Regions from separate parts of the Mus musculus genome. Here all the other regions are linked to region 3. A link is a contact called in public promoter capture Hi-C data. All regions are on one chromosome and are shown on one strand. The core of a region is the stretch at or near the end of the contact, and the rest is flanking DNA. Distances in the headings are between cores, read along the strand shown. Region 1 overlaps Anapc5 (anaphase-promoting complex subunit 5). Region 2 holds the start of Rnf34 (ring finger protein 34). Region 3 overlaps Camkk2 (calcium/calmodulin-dependent protein kinase kinase 2, beta).

Evidence for each region. Promoter capture Hi-C pulls out the DNA fragments that hold promoters and counts their contacts. Capture Hi-C pulls out chosen DNA fragments and counts their contacts.
Region 1: a contact with region 3 is called in a promoter capture Hi-C map of liver. The contact joins two enhancer-like sites. A contact is called at or near these places in 6 of 39 promoter capture datasets (the 3T3-L1 cell line, the HPC-7 cell line, embryonic stem cells and 2 more), 1 of 15 datasets of contacts at CTCF or cohesin (large pre-B cells), 7 of 484 Hi-C or Micro-C datasets (the C10 cell line, the G1E-ER4 cell line, bone marrow-derived dendritic cells and 4 more), 4 of 115 datasets of contacts at active chromatin or transcription factors (bone marrow-derived dendritic cells, double positive thymocytes, embryonic stem cells and 1 more) and 4 of 9 other capture datasets (adipose tissue, embryonic stem cells, liver and 1 more).
Region 2: a promoter capture Hi-C map of pre-B cells shows a contact between it and region 3, with 3 times the contacts expected there. The contact joins the promoter of Rnf34 here to the enhancer-like site in region 3. A contact is called at or near these places in 6 of 39 promoter capture datasets (the 3T3-L1 cell line, the C10 cell line, hippocampal neurons and 2 more), 1 of 484 Hi-C or Micro-C datasets (nephron progenitors), 2 of 115 datasets of contacts at active chromatin or transcription factors (the 230-238 cell line and effector CD8 T cells) and 3 of 9 other capture datasets (adipose tissue, liver and pancreatic islet).

What each region holds. Positions count from the first base shown.
Region 1 is chr5:122,797,071-122,801,560 of GRCm38.p6, forward strand. Anapc5 (anaphase-promoting complex subunit 5) reads right to left here. Exons shown (of 17, transcript NM_021505.3): 10 at 3,381-3,562; 11 at 2,269-2,404. Among named protein-coding and RNA genes, the nearest start is that of Camkk2, 20 kb to the left of the region's middle. Within about 2 kb of position 2,196, at least 95 of the 459 cell types and tissues checked have an H3K27ac peak or open chromatin away from gene starts, as enhancers often do. A contact at or near this core is called in liver and pancreatic islet, where this site is marked.
Region 2 is chr5:122,847,411-122,852,194 of GRCm38.p6, forward strand. Rnf34 (ring finger protein 34) reads left to right here and starts at 2,778. Exons shown (of 6, transcript NM_030564.1): 1 at 2,778-2,888. The coding sequence starts at 2,883. It overlaps Gm33044 (predicted gene, 33044), which reads right to left and starts at 2,526. Exons shown (of 2, transcript NR_169045.1): 1 at 2,423-2,526; 2 at 2,040-2,335.
Region 3 is chr5:122,729,277-122,733,479 of GRCm38.p6, forward strand. Camkk2 (calcium/calmodulin-dependent protein kinase kinase 2, beta) reads right to left here. Exons shown (of 17, transcript NM_001199676.1): 17 at 1,894-4,203. P2rx4 (purinergic receptor P2X, ligand-gated ion channel 4) reads left to right here. Exons shown (of 12, transcript NM_011026.3): 12 at 1-462. Among named protein-coding and RNA genes, the nearest start is that of P2rx4, 24 kb to the left of the region's middle. Within about 2 kb of position 2,820, at least 141 of the 459 cell types and tissues checked have an H3K27ac peak or open chromatin away from gene starts, as enhancers often do. A contact at or near this core is called in the 230-238 cell line, adipose tissue, effector CD8 T cells and 3 more, where this site is marked.

The DNA of each region.
Region 1 (4,490 bases), core at 946-3,445, 67 kb after region 3:
CAGGAGGATTGTCGGTCGGTCGGTCGGTCGGTCGGTCGGTCAGTCAGGACAAGAAAGGGGCCGACAACCTTGGAGAAGGGCTTAGTATGTCCTCTGCAGTTATGAATTTAATCCCAAGAACATTAAGAAATGAAAAACTGGTTGTGGTAACGTGAGCTTGTAATCCTAGAACTAAAGAAACACAAAGAGGCGGATCTTCATGGCTTGCTGGCCCAGGCCAGTGAGAAACCCTGTCTCAGAAGGCAATGTAGACAGCACCTACAGAATGACACCCATGGTGCCCTCTGGCCTCAGAGCTGGTTTAGAACTCTACCGTCCTACCTCTGCCTTCTGTGCTTACATACAGAATGGTGCTGAAATTTCTTTAGTGTCTATCTTTTCTCCTGATACCATAGTTAAGTGGCACATTTAGTAAAGAGTTTGGGCCGGGCAGTGGTGGCACATGCCTTTAATGCCAGCACTTGGGAGGCAGAGGCAGGAGGATTTCTGAGTTCAAGGCCAGCCTGGTCTACAAAGTGAGTTCCAGGACAGCCAGGGTTATACAGAGAAACCCTGTCTCGAAAAACCAAAAAAAAAAAAAAAAAAAAAAAAAAAAGGGCTGGTGAGATGGCTCAGTGGGTAAGAGCACCCGACTGCTCTTCTGAAGGTCCAAAGTTCAAATCCCAGCAACCACATGGTGGCTCACAACCATCAGTAACAAGATCTGACTCCCTCTTCTGGAGTGTCTGAAGACAGCTACAGTGTACTTACATATATTAATAAAATAAATCTTTAAAAAAAAGTTTGAGGAGCCCCTGGGACACACACACACACTCTCTCTCTCTCTCTCTCTCTCTCTCTCTCTCTCTCTGCAGGGGAGGAGGGAACACTTGAAGCTCCAGTGCCAAGAAGGAGGAATCAAACAAACAAACAAAAGAGTAACATGAGATTCCTAGAAGACAGCAGAGAGTAAATACAGATGGTTTGCCCTTTGCCCTGGGAAAAGATAAGAGGAACAAACACCTCAGGGAGCGAGCATAGGACGACAGCAGCCAATGGGGACACACAGGTCCCATCAGAGTCCAACCTTCCTGTATTAGTCAGAGAGATCTTTACTGTATAGATGGGGTCTACACCTAACAATGATGGAGACCACAAGAGTGAGGAGAGATACTGGGAGGAAGGAGACTGGCCTAACCCGCAGCTTGTTCTGTGAGAAGAAGACTCAGAGTCCCCATAACTCTTCCAGGAGACCTTTGAGCTAAGGGGTCTCTGAGGCAGCATCAGGACTTTAGCTTCCTATGAAGAGAACTGTGTATAATTATGTGGACAAAAGTCAGGGTCACGTCCAATCCTCACTGTCCTTTGGGCTGGAAACAGAACTGACGTGTACTGGTAGATAGACACTTAAATCCCCTGGACCTCAGAATCTTTTTTTCTTTTTGTTGTTTTGTTGTTGTTGTTTTTCAAGACAGGGTATACCCCTGGCTGTCCATAAACTCACTCTGTAGACCAGGCTGGCCTTGAACTCAGAAATCCGCCTGCCTCTGTCTCCCAAGTGCTGGGACTAAAGGTGTGCGCCACCACGCCCAGCCAGATTCTTATTCTATGGAGCAGGAATAAAACCCACTGAGCTCATGAGGCTACAAAGGATTCAGCAAGCTAACACACACAAAGCATCCAGCGCAGGCGGGCCTGGCTCAGAGCCAAGAGAACGTTTGTTATCACTGTGCTGCCTGGATTAGCCAACTCTCCTCTCCACACACACACAAACATCTCTGCTGCATTAAGTTTCCATCTCCTTTAGTTTACCATTTGGTTTTTGTTTTTGTGACAGGGTCTCTCCAGCCAGGATAGCCCTGGCTGTCTGGGACCTCACTATGTAGACCAGGCTGTCCTCGGGTGCACCACCATACCCAACCTATTCCGCTTCTTGAAAACCAGTAGTCAAGCTCATGTTCCCTTCACCGATGTCAAAACACCCAGTGTTTGACAAATGTGGCATATTCAAACTATCTCCATGGGGGATTTCATTCTTCAGCAACCTACACCAACCAGGCCCACTGAGACATACCCAGTGCTTCTCTCAAGCACGAGGAAGGAAATAGCAGAGCCCCAGTGCCCCAGAAGCACTTCAGGCCCCCATGCTCCACCCTGAAGGTGTGGCCATGATGGGCCAACGAGAGCGCAGGCCTCGGTAGAGACCATGGAGCATGGGCTTCCTTCCAAGCTGCTTTCCTCCGCAGTGCTGCCATAGCAACAGAGCACACACTAACACAACCGACCTACCTGTTCTGCATGGAGCTCTGCAAGATGGCAGAGAGCGACGGCAAAGGACTCAGTATTGTTCTGCTGCACACCCGCATTCAGCGACTCCAGGCTGTTCATGCTCAGCAACATCTGGGCTTGTTGCAGTGCCATGGTGCTGGGTGAGGAGAGGAGGGGACAGGTCCCCCTTTATAAAGGCAGCAGACCCAGGCTGCCCCTGAGCCATGCCCTACAGTTATCCTCAGTGGAGAGGCAAGAAAATTAACCCTTGCGGCTCTGGATGTGTGGAAGCAACTCCTCCCCATGCCAGCTCTCCAGCCCTCAGGCCGAGGAGGCCCCAAGGAAATGTAGAGAAGGTCAACATAGCTGGGAGCACTTGGCACCCAGATCCCCACCCCCACCTCCCCACCCTCGATGTTCCCTGAGGTCACAGGATGCTAATTAGGTTTCACGGGTAAATTCAGACCCGATGCCATCCTGGCACCGGCTGCTCTGGCAATGCAGGCAGTGGCCAGTGTCGGCAGCTGTTTCAGAGCACACCGTGCCAAAAAATTATCTGAAATACAAAAACAAGACTGGTAAAGAGGCGCTCCCTTCATTACGGAATTCCTAGAAACAGCAGGTTGTCTAGGGGATGTGTGAGATTAAGACTGGGCTCCAAGGGAAAGTCTAGTTCAGAAGTTTACTTCCAAACTGCAGGTGGCTGAGTGGAAAACAGACAGTGGCTGCAGCTGTCCAGAGAAGCAACCTCGTCTACACAAGCAGCTGTGGGGAGGGGCACTGGACTTGCACAAGGAGGCCATGCAGCATGCGAACAGGAAGGGGGGCTCTTAGCTCAGGGTCAGGTGATTGAGGTGTGAGTGCCAGCTGGTCACTGCTCAAGTATACCCATGAGCTAGAGAGGAAATGTGCGAACCAGAGGAGAGATCACCCAGCGGTTGGTTAAACACAGAGCAGCCGGGGACAGTGAACTGTGAACATGGGGAAGACTCTGCTCAAGTTCATGCAGACTACAAAATGTCTCCAGATGGTGAAGCGTTTTCTCTAACCCCTCGGTGACCATTTCCATAGCGCCTGCTTCTCTCTAAAGGCTCCACACCTCCGTGGCTCTGGCAGGCTGCCTGGAGACCTACCTGCGGCCGTACAGCCTCCAGATGGCCGTTTTCTGTGCAATGCTGATATCGATAAGTTCTGACAGGCTGTGTTTCCAGTGCAGGAGGTCAGAGTCCTTTAGGGCATCCATCAGTTTGTTGGCCGTCTTCCCAGCAAAAGCTCTCTGTTGAACAAGGGACTGTATTCCCAGGGAGGCGAGGTACTAAGGGGACAGATATACCCACGACCCAAGATAGAGATTACATGACAGAATTTGTTTTGCTCTTCAGAAATGTGGTGGATTTCACATTTCAGCACATGCACAGTGACAGCTCTACTTAAAGAACCTATGACCTGACCTCAGCCCTGACCCATGAGAGCTATGTTCCTGAAACGCTAGGGCTGAAAGAGAAGCAGAGGGTACATGGCAAAGAGCCAGACCTTCAGCATTAGGTAACCTGGACTTAGACACTGCCTCTGCTACTTACTGTGTGACTTAGGGCCAGTCACTTAGCTTCTTAGCTAAGCCTCAGCTTCCTCATCTGTAAAATGGGCATCAAACCTATCATAGAGAACCGTGGTAAGGATTACAATGAGATAATAGAGCAAACAGTGCTTGCATATTAGGTAACAGGACATAAAGGGAAGGACGCCTGTCATGAGCAACAAGTTCTCTTCTTAGCTTCTGTCTGGGATTCTCCTCGAGGGTAAGAAGCCCATCTAAACAAGCCGTTTAAATCCACAGCTAGAGTATCTTTATCAGTCTATAAAGAGCCACTTCAATTCAGTCCATGTGTTTCTTTCCTTTCCCAGAAGAAAGCACACAGGTAATGCACAGACTGAACAAACATTACTGTAAGTTGTTCTCAATCTTGCTGCAAACTTCCAGAGAATGGGCGGAAGAGATCTTATGGTCTATGGTCACGGATTCAGCAGAGGCTGAGACAGAATAATGTTCTTCCAATAGCAGTCTACACCCCAAAGCCAGTCCTACTTTCTGCACACGGACCACGCCCTTAGCACGGCTTCTGTGTCACTGAAGTAACAACTCAGCCTCTTCCTGTCATGCAGAATGAGAGGAACAGGTCTTCCCGTCAGGCTTACGAGTTAAAACAAGGGTCAGCAAACTTTTTAGCAAGGGTGAGAGCAGA
Region 2 (4,784 bases), core at 1,528-4,027, 120 kb after region 3:
ATGCTGAGATCTGTTTTATAAATGATTTTCTCTTTTTTTCCTTGGTAGCAGTAGGGACTGAGCCAAAAAAAGATTCTGTTGTATGCAGGGGGTCAGCCCTGACTCACATACCCAAAAATGTATACATTTGTTTCCGCATTCATTAAGTGATGGACATTTGTGCTGTGTCCGCATTTGTGCCCGGAATCCTCCTGCAAGTTTTGCGGTGGACATGTGTTCTTACTGGGTGCACAGGAATGGAACTGTTCGGTCATAGGTAACCTTAGGCTTCACATTCTTAAATGATCGCCAGAATTCCGCAAAGCAGCCTGATCACGTGATATCACTGCTGTGTTCTCTATGCCTTTACCCCAAGGCTTACATGCCTGCTGTTCTTTTCAAAATCCTGCTAGGAGGGCTATCTGTAGTTTTACTTGCATTTCTGGGACAGCTAATGATGGTGGGCATATTTTTTTTTATGTGTTTATTCATTAACCCTTGAAGATTATTCAGAGAGTGAACTAGTCTTTGCCTCACCAGCAAATATGATTTTTGGAGACAAAATTTTACTATCCACCCCCGGCTGGCCTGAAAGTTACTATGTATATGAGGCTGGCCTTAAATTCACAGACATCCACCTAACTCTACTTCCTGACTGCTGGGATTGAAAATGTGTGCCACCACGCCTTAATATTTTAGCTAAAACCAACCGTGTGTATACTTGCACGGGTCAGGGCTGGAAGCCAATGTTGGATGTTTCCTTCAACTGTTTTTTTTTTTTTTTTTTAATCTTACCAAGACAAGGTCATTCACTGAGCCTGGAGCTCTCCAATTATGCTAAATTGGCCAGTAAACTCAGCTATCCTCCTGCTTCTACCCACAGAGTACTAGAATTACTGATGAATACCACCAAACCTGATTTTTACATAGGTGCCAAGGAGGGAACTCAGATCCTGGTCTTCATACAGCAGGCATGTGGTTGATGGGAAACATATCTTTAGCCCCACCAGCAAATGGCTTTTAATTTCTTTGCCTAGATGATGAGCAGAAAAATTACTGTCTAATAGTTTTTCTTCTTGTCCTCTGTGTAAGCCCTGGTTGTCCTGGAGCTTTCTCAGTAGGCAGGCTGTTCTTGAACTCACAGAGACCCACTGCCTCTTGCCTCCTGAGTGCCAGACAAGATATTACATTATCTCAATAGAGCCTGAAGAAAAATAGGCTTGACATAGTCCAAGGACATAGCATGCTATGGTTTGTTTTGTTTTGAGCCAGGGTCTGACGATGTAAAGTGGCTGGTCTGGAATTCAGAGACATTCACCTGCCTCTGCCATCCTGGGTTTAAAGGCCTGTGCCACTGCACCCAGCTGTATTCGTGTTCTGTCAAAAAGTTCATCTAAGCAGATGTTGAAAAAGAATAGAACAGGGGCTGGCTCAGCGGTTAAGAGCACTTGCTGTTCTTACAGAGGACTTGGGTTTGGTTTCTAACACTCACATAGTGGTTCACAACTGTAATTCAGTTGCAGGGCATCCAACATCCTCATCTGACTTCCCTGATCACTGTACACATGTGGTGCACAGATACACATGCAGGCAAAACCAGATACAAAGAATTTTAAAGTATTATTATTATTATAAGAATAGGAGTTGTCTGGGTCTTCGCTAAGGAAGAAGTAACATCTTGAGCTCTAAAATTTCAATTATTATTATTATTTTATTATTTTTTAAGACAGGGTTTCTCTGTATAGCCCTGGCTGTCCTGGAGCTCACTTTGTAGACCAGGCTGGCCTCGAACTCAGAAATCCGCCTACCTCTGCCTCCCAAGTGCTGGGACTAAAGGTGTGTGCCACCACGCCCGACCTCAAATATTATTTTGAAGTGAGAGAAAGAAATGTAGGAAAACCAACTAATTAAAGCCTTAATCCAGCAAGGCTGAAGAAATTTATACCATCTTTTGCCACTTGTTTTTCTGCCCCGACGTCAGTTTGAAGGGATCATGTGAATTCTTTGAAAGGGTTAGTTAGTACTTGGGTAAATTTGAACATTACATCAATTGGACGCAGTTGTGGTGGAACACATCTTTAATCTCAAGCACTCGGAAGGCAGAGAGGCAGGCATGATTTCTCTGAGTTCCAAGCCAGCCTGGTGTAAACTGGGAGTTCTCTGGCCAGCACAGCCAGGAAAAAATCTTGTCTAAAAAGAAAACCGCACACACACACATACGAACCGAACGACAAAGAATTGGAATTGGACAGCCTTTGGTTCTTCAGCCGTTCTCAGTACATCTTCTAAATGGCTCGCCCTAGATCGTGCTGCCCCTCTTCCTTGAGGAGATCCGAGGTTCTCCTGGTGATGAGATCTAGAACATTCGGAGAATGGGTTAAGCCCGAGAGAGGCCCTGCTCCGCAGGTTAGAATAAAAGCTTCAAACCAACAGTGTTTCCTACTTCACCACAGCTCTTTTTCTGCCTCGGGCCGAGGGAAGCTATCCACCCAAAATAGGAAGCCAATTCAGCCTGAGCGGCTTTCTCTCCGACAGACCGGGCGTCACGTCGCGTCACGCCCCGCCCCGCCCCTCTTCGCCCCGCCCCGTTTCCCTCCGCCCCTCCCCTCTCCCCTTCGCTCGCAAGACTGCGCCCGAAACCCCGCCCCTTCTTCACCATTTCATTGGCTTTGGTGATCGGGCCCCCCGAAGACCCGCTTCGGATTGGTGGGCTCCGCCCGCCGCTCGGCGTCTTCCCGGGGCGTGAGCCGAGCGTGGCCATGCCCCCTTACGTAGGGACGCTCAGTGGGTCTCGGGAGGCGCCGCATTCGCCGCCTTAGAAGGAAGGAAGATCCGTTGTGTGAGGAGGCTGCTATGGTGCTGAGTTCCCCGGTAGAGCCGACCGAGCCGAGGCGGTCGCGGCCATGAAGGTGAGGGGCTGGTGGAGCCGGGAGGCTCTCCTTGCCTCTCCCGTACGCCCAGAGCGCTTCCTGTTTTCCGTCTCAGCGGTTACCCAGAGGGGCTTCGTGAGAGACCACCACGTAGCGGGGCGCCCGGCCCGAAGTGTGTGTGGGGCCCCGACCGGTTCCAGCCGGAGAGGCCAGGCAGCAGACCCTCCCGAGCTCCCACAGCGCCCTCCGGCGTCCTGGCCGAGGAGGCGGCTAGTGGCCCTGCGGTCTCAGCCCGCTGGGCCCTGTTCCCAGGGCCCTGTGCTCTTCTCGGGGTCCCGAGCTTTTTTTTAAGCCGCAAGAGCCTCGGTGTCTCTGGCCATGGCTGTGCCCTCTGCCTCCCCCGAGTCCTTGAGCTAACCCAGACTTCGGGGGGTGCATCACGAGACAGAAGGCATAGAGAGCGCTGCGTGGTATGATGAGGCTAGGACCTGAGTGGCCCATGGGGGGTTGGGGGTGTCCTCCTTCAAGGAGTCCTTCCCGTGGGTTTAAATGTTGTGGCCGTGACCTAGAGCGCTAGACGTGTCTACATCGCCACTAGGTACGCAGCAAGTAATTTGGCAGCCTTGCTCCCAGGTGGGAGTGAGAGCGTGGGAGAATCACTGATAGAAGTTTCAGAAAAGGGCAGGTTTTGTGTGTGTGTATGTGGTGTGTGTGTGTGTGTGTGTGTGATTTTGGCCTACTTAGGGGAGATGAATTTTCTCAACCCCATCGCAGAGAGTTCTAAAGAGGCTGTGTACAGCAGTCAATTCAGGCATTGATTCATTTGCCCAAAATCAAGTCAAATGGCGTGAGTCAGAAGGTGGTGATGTCTTCCCTCACGGTGTTGTATCCATCTCGTGGAAGAAGTAAGTGTGTTGGCTTTGGGCTGCTAGATTGACGACCTTGCACAGAGTGTCAAAGATTTACTGTGGACGATTGAAGAGAGGGTCAAGTGGATAGAGAAATTCAGCAAGTGTTTTGCCCAGCACCTTCACTGCCTTAGTCAAGATGGGGTAGAGGTAATTCAAAATATAATCACCCTGTTTAAGAAAGAGTTTGCCAGTTAAAAGAAAAGAGCCCCTTAAGCATGGTGGCACAAGCCCGTGATCAGCGTTTAGGAGGTAGAGGTGGAGGATTGCTGCATGTTTGAGGCCAAGCAAGTGTTTTCGTGGAAAACCAACCAACAACAATCCCCTGAGAGATAGATCTCAAGTAGCCACATTACAAACTGCAATAATGTAAGGTGTGTGTGTGTGTGTGTAAAAAACTCTCAAGCAAGAAAAATAACCATACCTTCAGTGTTGCGTACCTGTGATCTCAGGCATTTGGGAGCTGGAGGCTGGAGTCAAGACAATTAGTTTTTCACAGGTATTCTTGGCTTTGTAGTAAGTTTGAGTCCAGCTTGCACTGCATGCGGTCCTATTTCAAAACATCAGGTCCCCTGCTGCTGGAATCCTGGCCGAAATTGGGAGTAGGTTAACTTCTTTGTTTTGAGATAGGGTTTCACTGTCAATCCCTGACTGGCCTGGAATTGAGTATGTAGGCTGTCCTCCCTCCTGAATTTGGATTACAAATGTAGGATCTGGAATCAGTGACATTTGAATTGACGTTAAGGATGAGGATATTGTGAAAGCTTTAAAAAATTGTTTAAAAATGTTTTTAGGTTAATGTGTATGAGTGTTTTGCCTGTATGTATGTATGTATGTGTGTGTGTGTATGTGTGTGTATATGTATATATATACATACATACATACATACATACACCATCTGCATGCCTGGTGCTCACAGAGATCAGAGGTGGCATTAGACCCCCCTGGAACTGGAGTTACTAATGGTTGTGAGCCACCATGTAGGTTCTAGAAACCGAACCTAGGTCCTCTGTAAAAGCAAAATGAG
Region 3 (4,203 bases), core at 1,570-4,069:
GAACTTGTACTTCCCAACAGCGGCATAAGTCCTCTTCTTACCTTTCAAAGTTTGCCTTGGCTTTCTGGCTGTAACAACATGCCGCCTCTGTCCTGCCCTAACCCACAGGGCACTCGCATCCCACACGGCACCCTCCACCATCTCTAAAGAGACTCCTTGCTTTGGAGAGCCTCTTCCTGTCAGTATTTGTCTGTGACAGCCTCCTGTGGGCTAGCCAGCCATGCTCAGGAAAGCTCACGTTGCTTCTGGCAAGAGGTTTTGTTTCTTATGGCGCTGGGGGCAAGACTTATGAAATGGTTTTAAGGAGACGCTGGTTTGTGTTGTTTGTTTGTTTTTGAGACAGGGTTTCTCTGTGTAGCCCTGGCTGTCCTGGAACTCAAGCTGTAGACCAGGCTGGCTTTGAACTCCTAGAAACCTGCCTGCCTCTGCCTTCAAGTACGGGAATTAAAAGCGTGCAGCACCACTGCTGGGCTGTTTTGGTTTTTTTTAGAGGTCACATCATATGGCTGGGGGTGGCTATATGGTTAAGAGCCCCTGCTGCTCTTGCAGAGGACCTGAGTTCAGTCTCCAGCTCCCATGTCTGTAGTGTCACCACTGACTGTAACTCCATCTCCAGGGGATAACATTTGCCTGTCCTTCACAGGCAACCATATGACACGTGCATACCCAGAGACACACATACATTCACATAGAAATGATTTTTTTTAGGTGTCGCCTAAACACAGATCAAATGGAACTGGAAGTTTTAGGGAGTAGGTCCCCCTAAATTCACATTTTAGAAACTGGACCTCTGGCTTGAGAAGACGAGGGGACGGAGCCTCTTGGAGGGGACAAGCACTCCTCCTTCATGAATGGGTTTAAGCGCCTTATCAAAAGGGCTTAAGAGAGGGACTCGTGGCTTTGTGCTCCTTCTGTGTGTTAGACATCCTGGAAGGAGAGGGCACACCTCAGCAGACCTAGTATCTGCAGGAATGGTGTTCCTGGCCTCCAGAAAATTGGGGCATTTCTATTTGCAAATCAGACAGTTTGTGGCACTCTGTTACAGCAACTTCTGTCACAGAAGACTGGGTCATTCTTTGTTTACTATCTCAGGGGCTGAGAACCCATGATGGCACTGTCCCACTGCTGGGTGTGAGGGATGATATTTGTGGTACTGTTGGCCTCGCTCACCCGGGGTCATCTTGTATTCGGCGGCAGCATCTCTGCTCATGGGCACAGCCAGGAAGGGTAGGAGTCGATGACAGGATCCCTCACTCACACATGCACGCGTGGGCTGCTGGGACTCCCTGAAGCCCCTCAAGCCTGCAGTGAGGAACCCTGGGAAATGGCTTCTACACACACACACACACACACACACACACACACACACACCAGTGGCACTTCTGGACAGGAACCTTCTCTTGGCTCTCAGTCTCTGTTCCTTACTTTTAGGTAGCATCTCACTATGCAGCCCAGAATGGCCTTGAACTTGGGATCCTCCTGCCTCCACTTCCCAAGTACTGGGATTACAGGCGTGTGTACCACACCCATATTTCTGAAACAAGGATTGGGACTTTTCAGATTTCGCCTCCTGTCCCCCTCTGATGGCAGAGAGTAAGGCTTGGAGCCTGTTCAAACAATGCCCGGCCTCGGGACATGTCTCCTGTGATGACAGCCACTCCCAGCTGCTTACCTAGCCAACCTCACAGAGTCCGCCCCTTACCTCCTTCACACTTCAACCTTTGGGCTGCTGGCTCACCCAGGAGCAGTTTACATGGCGGGGTGGGGGTGGGGGATGAGCTGTGAGCTCTGGGCATCTGACTTGCTGTCAACGTTAAGGGAAGGAATACCAGTGTAAGCAGAAACGCTGCAAAGGACCAGGTACCAACCAAAGAACCCCCGAGAGGCCCGGGCTTTGCACCATTTTGCTGTCTGTTTATTTCAAGTTTACACAGAAGCTTGATCACCTGTGGAAAAACAACCGAAAGCTCATCTTTTTTAAGTTCATGTTCTTGTAAGTGATAAATACACAGTATTTAACTTTATACACCTGATAAAAAGGGAAATGCATAGTAGAGAGGTCACGGGGAGTCAAACAGAAGCGGAGGGCACTGGTCACCAAATATAAAAGTCCCAAGTCCCACGAAACTCGAACCCACAGAGCTGGAGAAGACAGAAACCAACAATCTTCCCTAGCACCTTGGGAGCCAATGGAGGCTGTGGTTGGCAATGTAAAGTGCGCCCCCTGGAGGATGGGCGAGAGTTGCAGGCCTAACCTGGTGTCAACTTGCACAGATGTTATCCTGCGCCTAGAAAGGTTCAAGGATAAGGATTCTGTCCCCTGGAAAGGCCAGACCCTGGGAGGTGGCCTATGCAGCCCCAAGGGAGAACAAGGGGCTCTGTAAGGTGTTCTGGGAGCCTATGAGACGCATGGGGGGAGGCAATAAAGACAGAAAGAGAGGAACGAGGCTTGTGCTTTCAAGGCCAAGCTGCTTACACGCGAATCACGGGTGAACCAGCCATGGAAGGAATTGTGGGCAGCCCATCTGCCCACAGAGAAAAGCCACTCTGCCCGGCTCCTCTCCTCACTAATGATACTTTTGAAAAACAATTATTTGTGCTCTAATGCTCTAGTTATGGCTGGACCTCTTACACTTTCCACGGCAGCTGGGCAGGATGGGGGTGGGGGGAGGGGGACGGGGGGGGGGGGAGTCACTCCTTTCCACAGCTTTCTTTGGTGTTTCTTTAAGAAAAAAAGTTACCCATGCAGACCTCTCGATTCCTTCTTCCTGAGCAGCTGGTGGCTGCGTGATTGCCGACAATCTTAAGACATCCTGTCGAGAGAAACCACGGCATTGCCCAGAGGGGTTGTGTAAACACAAGAATTCTGCAGAGCTCTGTATCACGCCTACCCTACTCGGGCAGGCCGCTCAGCGTCCAGGCAGACGAGCTGGGACCAAGCTGTATGACCTGTTGGCTTTAACCATAAGGTGGCTATTGCAAACTAACGGAATGCCATCTGTGGCCAGAAAGGGTGGAGCTACTGGGCTGTTTCTCCTTCAATTTTAAAAAGGGAAAAGTGACAGGAAGTCCTTGGTCACACAGACCCTCCCCACACTGCAGTCTGTACCTGGATCCTAACTGCTTATGTGACAGCAGGGATAGCGGCTAGACCACAGTAAAGAGCTTAACAAACCATACGGAAGGAAGCCAGGAGGGCCTGGCCTCCGCACAGGCCAGAAGTCGGTTGTCTGGGCCCCATGACTGACTGGCAAGACAGCCACTACCAAAGCACTGGAAACCAGTCTGGAAGCCCCCCTTTAACTTCCTGTTTGCTTCTGTGTCCCTGGGTCATCACACCCAAACTTCAACCAAACTTCCAATATTGGTTGAAAGTCAAAAAGGTTCCTATTGGCTCTCTAGGTTTCTGGCTACAGGAAAAAAACAAAAAACAACAACAACAACAAAAAAAAACCCGAAAGCCCTTTGCCCTGAGGAACACTCTGGGGTTTGACACTTTGCTCTACAATGGCACCCTGATGTCACTGATATCACACTACAGCTTTGCTCCTAAGCTGAGTGACAAGTCTTGCCTAAGTGGCCCACAGGGAAACTGATGTTTCATTGTACCGACCAGACATTCTGGAAAAGGAAAGAAAGTTTACAGTCTCTAGAATACACAGGCAATAAACAAACGCAGCTGCTAATATACAGGCACAGGTCTCACCGGCTCTCGGTCCCTGTCACACAGCCGCACAGAGGGACACCCATCCTGGAAGCTCCAACCTTTGGAACTTGTGAACCTCTCCGGAGTTCTGGCTAGTCAGAGACTTGGAAACATCTCTTGAGCTGTAAGCCATGTAATGTACATGAAAGAGCAGATTCCAACCTGAAGTTGTTGGGTTTTTTTTTTTTTTGTTTTTGGTTGTTTTTTTTTTTTTTTTTTTTGCCAATTTACAAAGAGAATTAGCTTAGCTGACAATCTCAGAAACCCAGTTGGAGCAGCTAACATGAAGTGTGTTCAGCCTCCAGACAGACCTCTACCACCACAGCTGAGGAATGCTCGCATTCAGGGGTGCAAAGTACCCCTCGAGCATTTCAACTGCAAGCCCTTGTAGTTTTCCTGACTATAATTATACCCATTAAAAAAAACACACACACACACTTAAAAAGTCCTCATTACAAATAAATGACATGGAAGTTCCCTGCAGCTACTGAGGGCTA